2 separate regions of the Anser cygnoides genome follow, and region 1 is linked to region 2. The links are chromatin contacts, called in public Hi-C maps. All regions are on one chromosome and are shown on one strand. Each heading gives the region's core, a stretch centred on a gene start, on an enhancer-like site or on the middle of the called end of the contact. The rest is flanking DNA. Distances are from core to core; before and after follow the strand shown.

What was found. A called contact is a pair of places that touch in the nucleus more often than the background predicts.
Region 1: a contact with region 2 is called in a Hi-C map of liver, with 3 times the contacts expected there. The contact joins the promoter of BCL10 here to the promoter of ZNHIT6 in region 2. A contact is called at or near these places in 4 of 7 Hi-C or Micro-C datasets (fetal liver, granulosa cells and liver).

What each region holds. Positions count from the first base shown.
Region 1 is chr8:18,619,800-18,625,426 of Taihu_goose_T2T_genome, reverse strand. BCL10 (BCL10 immune signaling adaptor) reads right to left here and starts at 1,803. Exons shown (of 3, transcript XM_013178014.3): 1 at 158-1,803. DDAH1 (dimethylarginine dimethylaminohydrolase 1) reads right to left here. Exons shown (of 6, transcript XM_048059284.2): 6 at 1,944-5,627.
Region 2 is chr8:18,485,052-18,490,511 of Taihu_goose_T2T_genome, reverse strand. ZNHIT6 (zinc finger HIT-type containing 6) reads right to left here and starts at 2,421. Exons shown (of 10, transcript XM_067001236.1): 1 at 2,272-2,421; 2 at 1,367-1,432; 3 at 1,180-1,286; 4 at 1,007-1,092. The coding sequence starts at 2,339. COL24A1 (collagen type XXIV alpha 1 chain) reads right to left here. Exons shown (of 60, transcript XM_048059107.2): 60 at 3,123-4,852. The coding sequence ends at 4,706.

The sequences.
Region 1 (5,627 bases), core at 554-3,053, 140 kb before region 2:
CTCGTCCCCGCCCGCTCTGCCTTGCCGCTGCCTCGCTACCCGAGGCGTAACGGTGCCGGTGTCTGCCTCGCGCTGCCGGCCGATCCGGCTCCCCAAAAAGCACGCTGGTTCCGCTCAGAACACTGACGCACGCCCAGGGGATACTCACCCTTCTTACCTGGCCCAGAGCTGATCCCTGCCGAGCCGGGCGTTAACGTCACAGTCCCCAGAACGGCTCCGGAAGGTTTCAGGCTGCGCGGAGCTCCCAGCGAGGCGGCTGTGGCACGGCCGAGGCGGAGGCCGGTGCCCCCCGGCCCCTGAGTCCGTCCTCGCCCGTTAAACCAAACGCCCTCTGGCTCCTTCTCTCCAAGGCGAACGAACGCTGCTGTAGGCTTCGCTGGCTCTCTACAACGCTTTGATAAAAATAGCTATCGTGCATTCTGGACCTAGGGTATTTATTAATAACCTTGCTCAGCGAGAGGTGCAGTTCAAAGCCACGTGACGTCTGGAGAGCTGGGCTTCTGGATTCCTCAGCCATGTAGGCCAGCATGAGGCAAACTAAAAGGAATTAACTTAAGCAATCAGGGAGGAGGGCATGTGGTTAGAGAATACCAGAATAGAATAGATTTTAGCAGATTTACTGCCAAAAAAAAAGAAAAAAAGAATTAATGGTCCAGGCAGCTGGAAGAAGACTACTCTCAGTATGAAATTTATTTCAGGAGGTTAGCATCAGTTCAATATTGAGAAGCGAGCCTCAATGAGGAGTGAGTTACAACTTTTTTTTAGAGGGAGGTGAGAAGATTTTGGACACCACATTGGTTTATATGATTATGTATATATGTCGTGTTGATATAGAATAAATTTCTGAGTCAAAGAAGTTTGCCATTTAGAAAAAAAATCAAGTAAATTAGTACCAACTCTCTCCTGTAGACATGCGTACACAAAGATGCGTATAAATGATGCAGTTTACTATATTAAGTAATTGCGCCAAGCTACCACAGTAGAGGTAGCACCAATTTAAATACCGTATTATAAAAATCTTACTTTTAACTCCTGTAAATTAGTACAAAGGCTATACTTACATCAGCCGTAAACAAAATATTTCCTCATCCTTGCTTCTCCAGCAGGAGGCTCTATTAGATTATAGTCTGTTTAAAGTCCTATTACTAGCCAAACTGTACGGTGTGGAATTGATGTAATTCTTTCGCTCCAGTACTGTTATTTTATGTTGGGTTTCCTAAATAAAGAGTTGAAGCAACAATACTGAAGCCCTGAACAATTAAAACTTTGACTGCCACACGGTGGCACTGAAGGCCTACGAGCACTTACCCTAGGCCCCGTGGAGGTGGGTGTAGCTGCGCGTCTCCTAATATCATTACTCCTGGTATCAGTCTAGTCATATTAGAGCACAAGAGTACAAGCAGAGATTAACCCCACCTGCATCATCTACAGCATGCAGCCAGTGGTATTTAGATATAAAACACGCAGCCATCTGTCATATTACCACAAAGCAACGCCTGAAACGCTGTCAACTCTCTTGACATCTTGCAGGAGGAAAAGATATAAGAGCTACATAAAGAATTAAAACAATGATCATGCCACTATACCTTAGTCGTTTCATTTGTTGTAACTTGCAGTAAATACACACACTACAGAAAAATACTGTACTACAATAACATCTATTTAGTTATCTTGGAGAATAACATCAATCGCAATCATTGCATCTAGCACACTTAGCCAGTACCTCCTCTATCTACGTTATTCTTAAAGGTAAGTCTGAAATCATGATTTGTTTTTAAAGAGTCACGATTTCTTCTAACAGGCTTAAAGGTTTAGTACTTGTGTCTATTACTGGCTTTATTTCTAGGTATGTAGCAAGCTTCCAAATAAAAAGATGGCATGGAACAGTATGAAATTAAATGCATGTGCTTGCTGTTTCAAAATAAGAGGCAAAAACTACATAGTTCACAGTACAATTGACACTTTATTCCATTGTGATGGGGATATATAGTAATGAAACTGCAAGGATCACAAAAAGAAAGAAAAAAATCAAAGTGCAAACCTCTATTAGAATAGATTATGGAATGTACTGATGTTTTTGGCACAAAAAGTGGGAAACTATATACTGCAACAAGATTTTCAGTTTGATGAAATGTAACACTTCTGTGTTCAGTAGTCATATTTGTGCACTGCAGAACAATACAATGTAAAACAGTGACTAACACGATTCACATGCAACTCTAAACAAGTTACATCATACGTCCAGTTAAAACTTTTCTGAAAATACACGAGGTCCAATGATACTTTGTTCACAATCACTTAACAAATACCATTCTTTAAGCAGTCTTATCTTTTCAGCTTCCTTACTGATAAAAACAAAAATAGAGAATCTTAAATAGTAAATTATTTTCCCAAAATGATTCTACATGAATGCCAGTATTTTCTATCAAAGCAATTTGGCTCTGACTTCATTGATATAATGTTTAAGAAGATGAGTGAAATCAAAAGCTGATTTTTTTTCCATATTTCATCCCCAATTTGCTGTGATCAAACAGAAAAAGCAGATTCCTGTTCTGCATTTCACTGAATATTTATTTTTAAAACTGGACATGGTGCTGCCTATGACCTCTGTACCTATTACATGGAAAACACCCAAAAAGTCAGAGAACAGCTTCATACAGTGGCATCTATTTAAGACCAAAAAGGATTATATTAGCATGGAAATGACAAAAATGCAGAAATGGAAGAATTCAAGATTATCTTAGAAGTACAGTATGCATTCACATTTTCATTGCAGAGAGAGATACTGTGTTCACATTGTTAAAGAGAGAAACCCACATAACACAGATCTTTCTAAACTCACAGTAAAGATAATAACCGTGAAAGATCTTCAATGCACATTGCAGCTCCTTCATTTGATCTAAGCTTGGTCATAGAAAAAAAAATACTGATGAGTAATTCAAACCCCGTTGCTGAGCTATTAACCACAAGATCTTCTGCACTGACCTTCTCTGTCATACAGCCTGACAGTTGTTATCAAATGCTTTATGTGGGCAGTTCAGTGTCTCATCTCCTTTTTTGGTTTGGGATTTCATCTTATTATTTATATTAATCAAGGATGATGATTCACATCAGACATCTGAGAAATGTTCTAGTGACAAGATGCACAGGACGCCCGTTAGATGTATATGTGTTACAGCAGAAATGTCCTCGCAATTGAATTCTTTGTTTGGGCAGCAGAAAAAGTAGCAAGCAGCAAGAAGTAGCAGCATTTGGCATGACTCTAGTTCTTAGTACCATACTGTAAATGCAAAGTGAAATGCTTTTAACGTTGTTGCTTTTTAATGTGATAACAAAGCATAATGCTAAAAGCAGAGAGGTGATGGCAATCCCATTAACCAGTTTAGGTAACTTTTGGCATCGAAGATTTGATTTAGAGCATCTATATTAGGAGGCAATCACACCTGTGACAACCTATGTCAAATGGAAACAAAGCACATGTGATTTAGAGCACCCAAATTCTGCACCTGAAGTTAGGTTGAGTACAGTTTGAAATAACCACCTGAGGGAATTCAAATCCCTCAGCCACTCCTCCACTCTTTCTGTATGCCAAAATACAGCCTTGAAGGCAAGGAAACCTAAATGGCAATAGGTGAAAGACCAACAACCTCTCTGGGAAATGAGGTGTTGCTCAGCTCTGAGATCCACCCTCCCCTCTCCCTTCCTTGGGAAAGCTATTATCACCTATTCTGTTGCTTTCAGGGACACAAGGTATCAACAATGTCCACCACATTTTTCTCTTTTCTGGAGCAATCCTGAAGAGGAGTCATCTCCCTTGTCACTCTCTAGATGTACAGCCCCTGCTGACAGTTATCCTTCCAGCTCAGTCCCTCAGAGTTAAAATGGACACCTCAGTTTCTCCTCCTACCTGGCAGCTACTTGAGGAAGGAGAGAATTAAGAATTAATTCACTATGAAGCGAACAGCAAGGAGACGGGAGTGCAGAAAAAGACTGAAGTAGGAGAACTGAGGCAACAGAAGGAAAATCCACTTGGAGTTAAAAAAGTGCTTATTGTACCATAAACTAGAAGCTGTAGTCTGAGGAAGAGAGGGGAAAAACGCAACAAGAAGTTTGAGGTGTGAATTGAATGGAAATCCCACAGCCTAACTGGCACAGGCCAGCTGGATGCTCCAGCTCCCCACTGAGATGATGGAGAGGGACTGAAGCAGATAGATGGGGCAAGGTGCGGCCAGGCCAGGGGAGTACAGACAGGCCAGGGGGTTCTGTTCAGGCTTTGTACAACAGCTCCCACAGATACAGATGTTTTTAAGCATAAAGCTTGGCTCTAGAAGTTATAGTTAAATACTGCGGGGTTATTTTTTGGCACAAAATCTTTGTTTAGTATCAATTCATTTTAAAATGCAAGATGCTGTACCAGATACATAAAAAGCACTGAGGGAAGGAGAGAACGGAGATTTCCCACTGCAACATTTACATCTCTAGAGCCTGATCATGTGGGTCAGGCTGAAATAGTAGCTCATGGAAAGGGAGGAGACAAAGGAGAAACATCAGGAGAATCCTTTGGGACAGCCACAAAAACAGCTGCTGTTTGGCTGGTGAAGGACCTCCTTTGGGACATATCTTTCCAAATACATTTTATTTGCTCGTCATTGTTCTCTCCCTCACGGTGCCTCGTGTCGTCACAACGTACGGTGCACCCAGACATGAGATGCATCCTGGTGGCTGCCAGGATGTTTACTCCACGTTAGCCACTGATGTGGGGTGAGAGATGCCCTGTGGAGAACCTATAGATATATGTACTTGTGTTTCCAACCTTATGATCGTGTGAAAAATCACGTGGGTTTCCAAAGCATACCAAAGTGCGCGCTCGGTTAATGCTATTTGCTGTGCTACAGAACGCATTACTAACCCCCCTCCCGCCGCTCGCTTCTGACTGTACCTCAGAAACACGCCACAAGTGGTTCAGGAAAGGTGGAGGAGGTGCCTAGGAAGTCGATAACATGTTCAGACTATTTGTCAGTCTCCGGAGAGTTCCCACTGCTGCCTCTGTTTGGGAATTTCTCCATCCTTAGTTTACAGATGGTTTACCAAGAAGCATGTGAATACAATGGGGAATGCTTCACTTTACTGTGGTGAAAAAAAAGTATGACTCACTGGGTAAACATGTTGTGGAATTTGCTACAAAAACTGTATTTGTTTTAACTGAATACCACAGTAAATATTCATGCAATTAAAAAAATAAGATGGTCATTGTTCCAAGGAAAACTACCCCAAGGGCAGATAAAGTACACATGCCAATCTTTCAGGAAACAATAGCTTCCCTTATTCATGAGCATAATCCAGGAATAACTGTCCTTCAACTCATTCTATCAGCCTTTCCTTTTGAATTTTGCTAGTACATGGCCTCCAAAAGAAGAGAAAACAGCAGAACAGAGGGACAAATACACAAAAAGTAAACAAAAGAATAAAAAAACAATTTAGCTTACTTTCATGGTTTTAACTTTTCCAAGAGCATCTGAACTTTTCATTTTTGTGGTCCAGGTGCTCCCTGGGATCTGGCCTTCAAAAAAAAACTCGTCTTTCATTCTCACTGAAGTGAAAGACAGAGCATTAGCAGCAAACCGGGA
Region 2 (5,460 bases), core at 1,172-3,671:
AAAACCACCTACAGAGCTGGGTTTTGAGCTACAACCCTGCTAGTGGATGGGATGCACAAGCAACACCTCAGCCACTCTAATAAAATCCTATCTGAAGGTAGCGTGAAGGATATCATCCTGCAAACATGCCTAAAAACTGCTGCCTCTGGAGCATCTCACCATCTTCAATGCACGTTTTCAAGACATGGTTATAATACAGAGTATGACAGCAGCTTAAAAGACAGAGGAAGACTTTAAATTTACTTGGCAGTAAAAAAAACAACATGAATTCTCTCCAACTGAGGAGTTGAATGCTATATTAAAAAGTATCTTCACAGGACTGGAAAACAGTGCCCTTATGCCTTTTTCTGACACACAAATGAGACAACGTATTTTGGAGTGCATTTTGGTTTTTATACTTCTTGATCTTGGTCTTCCCTGTTCTGTCATAGGGCTTTTAGGAAATGACATCTAATTCCATGATCTCATTGATGCTCTAGTGGAACTGGAGGAGTTTCAAGAAAAATCGCCTCTCATATTTAGCACGTTAGCTTTTACTTCACAGTTGCTTAGATTTATTCTTTGCAGAACTCTAGTTATCTTGGTTTGGTAAATGGGGAAGCATGTAAAACTTTTTAGGCAAAAAAATGCCAAAAAAAACCCCATGTTGTTTACATGGAATATTGTATGTAAAAATTCAGAAAAGTTGTAGAGGTAGAAAGGAGCAATCAGGCTCTCTTAATACACATCTCTCATTCTCAACCCAAGAGAACAGCCACGCATCAAGTATTTTAAGAATGCACAGACTGTTAGCAATTTATTCTTCTAAGCAACTGGATGTAGCCATCGGTACTGCTATTACATAAACCTGGAGACCTTTCTCGATTTCTGGCTCTAAAATCCAGGGTCATCCATAGCTTCACAGTAAAGGTATCAGCTCTGAAATCTACACTGGGACTGTCTCAGTGGGAATGTAAAGGTAGTCAACCCTATTTCCAACAGACCAAGTTGCTAATTTAAAACTTACAAATTTATTTGTTGTTGGCCTATGCACAGAAAGATCTCGAGCCGCAGCATCAGCTGTCCTTCCTACATCTTCCAGGAAACGATAATCTGAAAGCAAAAAACAGAATAGAAAAAAAACGTAGTGCTAACCTACTACAAATGGTGAATTTTAAAAAGCACATGGAATATTCTTACCGCTCAGAAGGTTCAAATCGGTAAATTCATTTACAGAGATAAATGATGTTTTATCCCTGACTCCATTACAGCTCAGTGCAAGCTTATGCTTCTTTACACACGATAGACTGAAACGACACAAAAAAGAACCATTAATACGCCACGCTCAGCACAAGAAACATAACAGCTCAATTTAGATAACAGATACCTGCACGAATATTTCATGCATCGCGGACATCTGTACTTAGCTTCCTCTTCACTACACGTTTCACATCTGAAAGAAGCAGAAAACACCTCTTAGGAAAGTGGCAGCTTTGTGCCCAGCTGGCAGTGGCTTGGGAGGGCACCACCCAACAGGCAGGCACGGTGCCATCAGCTGTCACGTTTGGATAACGTTACCTGAACCTTGAAAGGAGAGAGGGAAAGCACAGATAGCTTGGATTTGATAAGCTAGTGGACACAGCAACATGAGCTACGGTGAATATCTCCAAACACGTACCAGGGTCCTACCGATATTAAAATGCACCGCAGAGACGCTTTGAGGAACACCAAGCTAATGCAGGGCTGGAAGCACAGCAAGGCTGCATCACTTTATGCTTCGCAGGCTGCTCTATCAGTGCCTTTCTGCATTTATATTACTCATAATGTGCATTACTACTTTTCATCTGTCTAAAACTGGGTGCATCAGTGTCTGGGATTCACACTATGACCTGAACACCTCCGCTGGCAGAGACCAAACCCGGGAGCCTCCTGGGGCTGCCTCCCTCCCTCGCTCCCTCCCAGCCCCTGCCCGCTGCCCAGCCGCCCCGCACCCTGTCGGGCAGCCAGGCCGGCCGCATGGCGCCGCACCGCCGCTCCTCCCTCCCAGGCGCGGCGGCAGGAGCGAGGATGCCCGGGGCAGGGCGGCGCCGAAGGGCTCGGACCCCGCCGGGCAGGCCCGGCCCGGAGCAGCGGCCTCGCGGTGGGGAGAGGCCGCCGCAGGACGCGGGCCGCAGCCTCCCCGCGGCGGCCCCGGAGCCCCCGGGAGGCGCCCCCCGGGCCGGGCCGCGGCCGCGAGGGGAAGCGAGGGCGCAGCCCGGGGGCTGCGAGGCCGCCCCGTCCCCGCGCCCCTACCTCTGCAGGGACATCTTCCGCCCCCCGGCCGCCCGCCCGGGGCTCCCGGGGCCGCCCTGCCCCGCCATGGCTGCGCGGCGCCGCCTCCGCACGCGGGGCCCGACGGGGCGAGCCCGGCCGAGGCCTTCCCCCGGCCGGCGGCGCCGCCTGGCGGCTCGCGGCGGCCTCTGCGGCCCTCCCGCGTGGAAATCCTCCCCGCCTCAGCAGGGACAGCAGGGCTCTGACACACAGCTGTGGTCTAGCTCAGGGCTTGCTCTAAAATTCGGGGTAACAAAGGAGACGATTGCCTCCAACCATCAGCAATTAACAGCTGAGGGAAGGTACCTTCACAACACCGTGGGACAGAGTTGGGCCAGAGCTCCTGGGAGTGCTTTGAAGAGCTCAGGTGGCTGCAGGCAAGCGGCTTCCCGAAACTCATGCTGCACAATGTAATAGTACGCTGCTTTCAACCGACCGTTTCTGGCAGCCTCCCACCTCAAGCACCACAGTACATTACTGGCTGGTAGTGGCCCGGTGCACAAAGTCTTCGTGCAGTTGGCATGGGATTTGCATTTTTGACTCAATCACAGAAATGAAGATATTTACATCTGAGCAGACTAATAATGCTTTAAGATATGTGTTTTTAAAATAGACGATTTCTGATAGAAACTAAGAGAAAACAAATACAGGCTATAAATAATTTCCAAAAGTAAGGCAATAAGATTAAAAAATACACATGAAGCAGAACATTTTCTAACATTCTTACTGTACATATATATATATATCACATCAGCTCCAAAGACAAACTAAGAGCAAACGCCAAGTGATGCTGGCAAAACTAGCAATCTTGAAAATGCAAAAGCAACAGGAAGGAATTTTCTATAACCTTTATTGTCATTCAGTGATCTTACATAGTTTTTGATCAGATTTTCTCACAGGGAACAAAAACAATGCTTTAATCAAAAACATAGGATGTACATGTACTTTACCTTGTAAAAAGTAAATACTTGTGCAATATTCCACGGCATTTCCCCTTGGAAAACAAAGCACTAGCACCTAAAAAGTACCCTTCTAGAGGATTTCCATCATTGCTGAGAATGAACTATACAGTATCAAAACAAGATAGTAAAAGACAAACGGACAGTTTGGAAGCTTATTTTATTATAGCTTAAGTATGCTTTCCTGTGGATCAAGACAATTAAACCAGTTGTTTGAACACTTCCCTGCTTTGCAGTATGGTTTGGTATCATTTCCCACTTATCTGCCATCTTCCTCAGTAGACTTTGGATTGAAATAGATACATCGTTATAAAAGAGTTATAAAAGAGTGCTTTTCCTAATAGTAAAATTGTTTTTTGTTTGTTTTTAATAAAGATGGTTGAACATTTTAGGCTTAATTTAAGGAAACAAATGATCTAATAATATTGCAAAAAAATGAAATTTCTAAATTGATGAAATGTTGATTATAATTTAACAGCAGTCTTTCAGAAGACATGCTGTAGTAATTTGTTTAACAAGTTACAAAATATATACACAATATATCATCATCTTAAGATGCCTTTGGCATTCCGAATCTAAAACTCAAAACTACTGTAGGTAGCTCTTCTAACAACAACTTTTACAATGGCTGTAAAGCTAACTGTTCTGACTATATGCATCATATACAACGTGCTGTCTTATATACCATTTCTGCAACAGTACATAAAAATATTTTAAACAAGAAATCCACATAAATAATGTTTTAATTGTAGTGAAGTATGTGACCAACGATTTAAAATAAGTACCTTGACAACAGAAACATATCCTGATGTAACCAGCACATACAGTCTGAAAGATAGAAAGGGACTCAAATAATCTCTGTTACGGCCACCAGCACCTTGTGTTATGAAGAGCACCAAGGCAACACGGACAGGAAACACATAAGAGGTAGTGTGCCATCTGTTAAGATGAATGTGTCCACAAAGGACTATAATAAAACTTAATGTTTAAGAAAAGAGGATGTATTGTACTGTGGCATAATTCACTTCTCATATATAAGCTATTGCACATTTAGGAGCATTAGCCAGTATTGCTCCTTAGTATTGTATGTCTCCAGCTTTCCTTGGGGTGGTTTTTTGCAGTGCTGTTAAACAGATTGCCAAGAACACTAGAAGTCCTGAAAAATTCCATGCTCAGATATTCAATTTCAGGAAATTATGCAAGAAAGCACCAACCAGTATTAAAAAGAGATTTAAATACTTTAGGAAAATTCTTGTAGTCTTCTCTTTCTTTCTTTTATTTATTTGAAATGCCATTTCTCCTTAGGAGGAAGTCTTTTCTTCCCGAAGTTCTTTAACCAACACTGTTCAAAATGAATCTTCAGTTTCATAGCAATTCTGCCTATAACAGGTCATTACTCTTGCACTCAATCTGTGCAGCAATTCCGTGCTGATGCAGAAAGAACCAGGACAGAACCTTTAAAGGAAGCACACTGAACCACTTTCTATGAAGTGCTGCTGCCCTGGTTTGAGATGAGGAAGTGTGTTAACTTGAACAACTGGAAGCTGATTAGTGTCCTGAGTGTGAAAGAAGAACTGTGTCTTACGCCAGCTGCCATCTTGAATCTGCAACACACAGAAGCAGAATATTAAATTCATATCAAAGATGAGGTTCAAAACACAAATGGAAGCTGTACTTAAGGAGTGAGGGGAGAAATGTACAGAAACATTTCTTCTCCCAGCAGTTCATAAAGAAACTGCGTAATGTAACAAATGCCATTTCTCCCACAGAAAATCACAGGCACTCATGGCGAAACTGTGACTTCTCAGCCTGCTGCAGAATACAGCTGGGGCAGATGCAGATGCAGTGCAACAGGGCTCAGGGGAGAGAGCCTGCCGCTTTGCAAGAAGCCCTGGGCTCATACAGCTTCTTAGATCTCTTGCTAAGTTCACCTTGAAAAAAAATTGACTCATAGTCAATTAATTTAATGATAATTAGCTGTCCAAAAATAATTACCAGCTTCTTCAAAACTGAGATTGTGTGTTATATAACCTCAAGCGAACTATAATTGAAGTCGGAATTTTCATTTTGAGAGTAATCATTCCTAAAATTCCCTCGAGGACCTCCTTATTTCTGTTTCCACCTCTCTTCAGAGTCTTAGTAGATTCTTAAAATATTTGTTATTTAATGTGAACAACAAGTACAAGCTCCATATTACTGGAGTTGCTTTAGT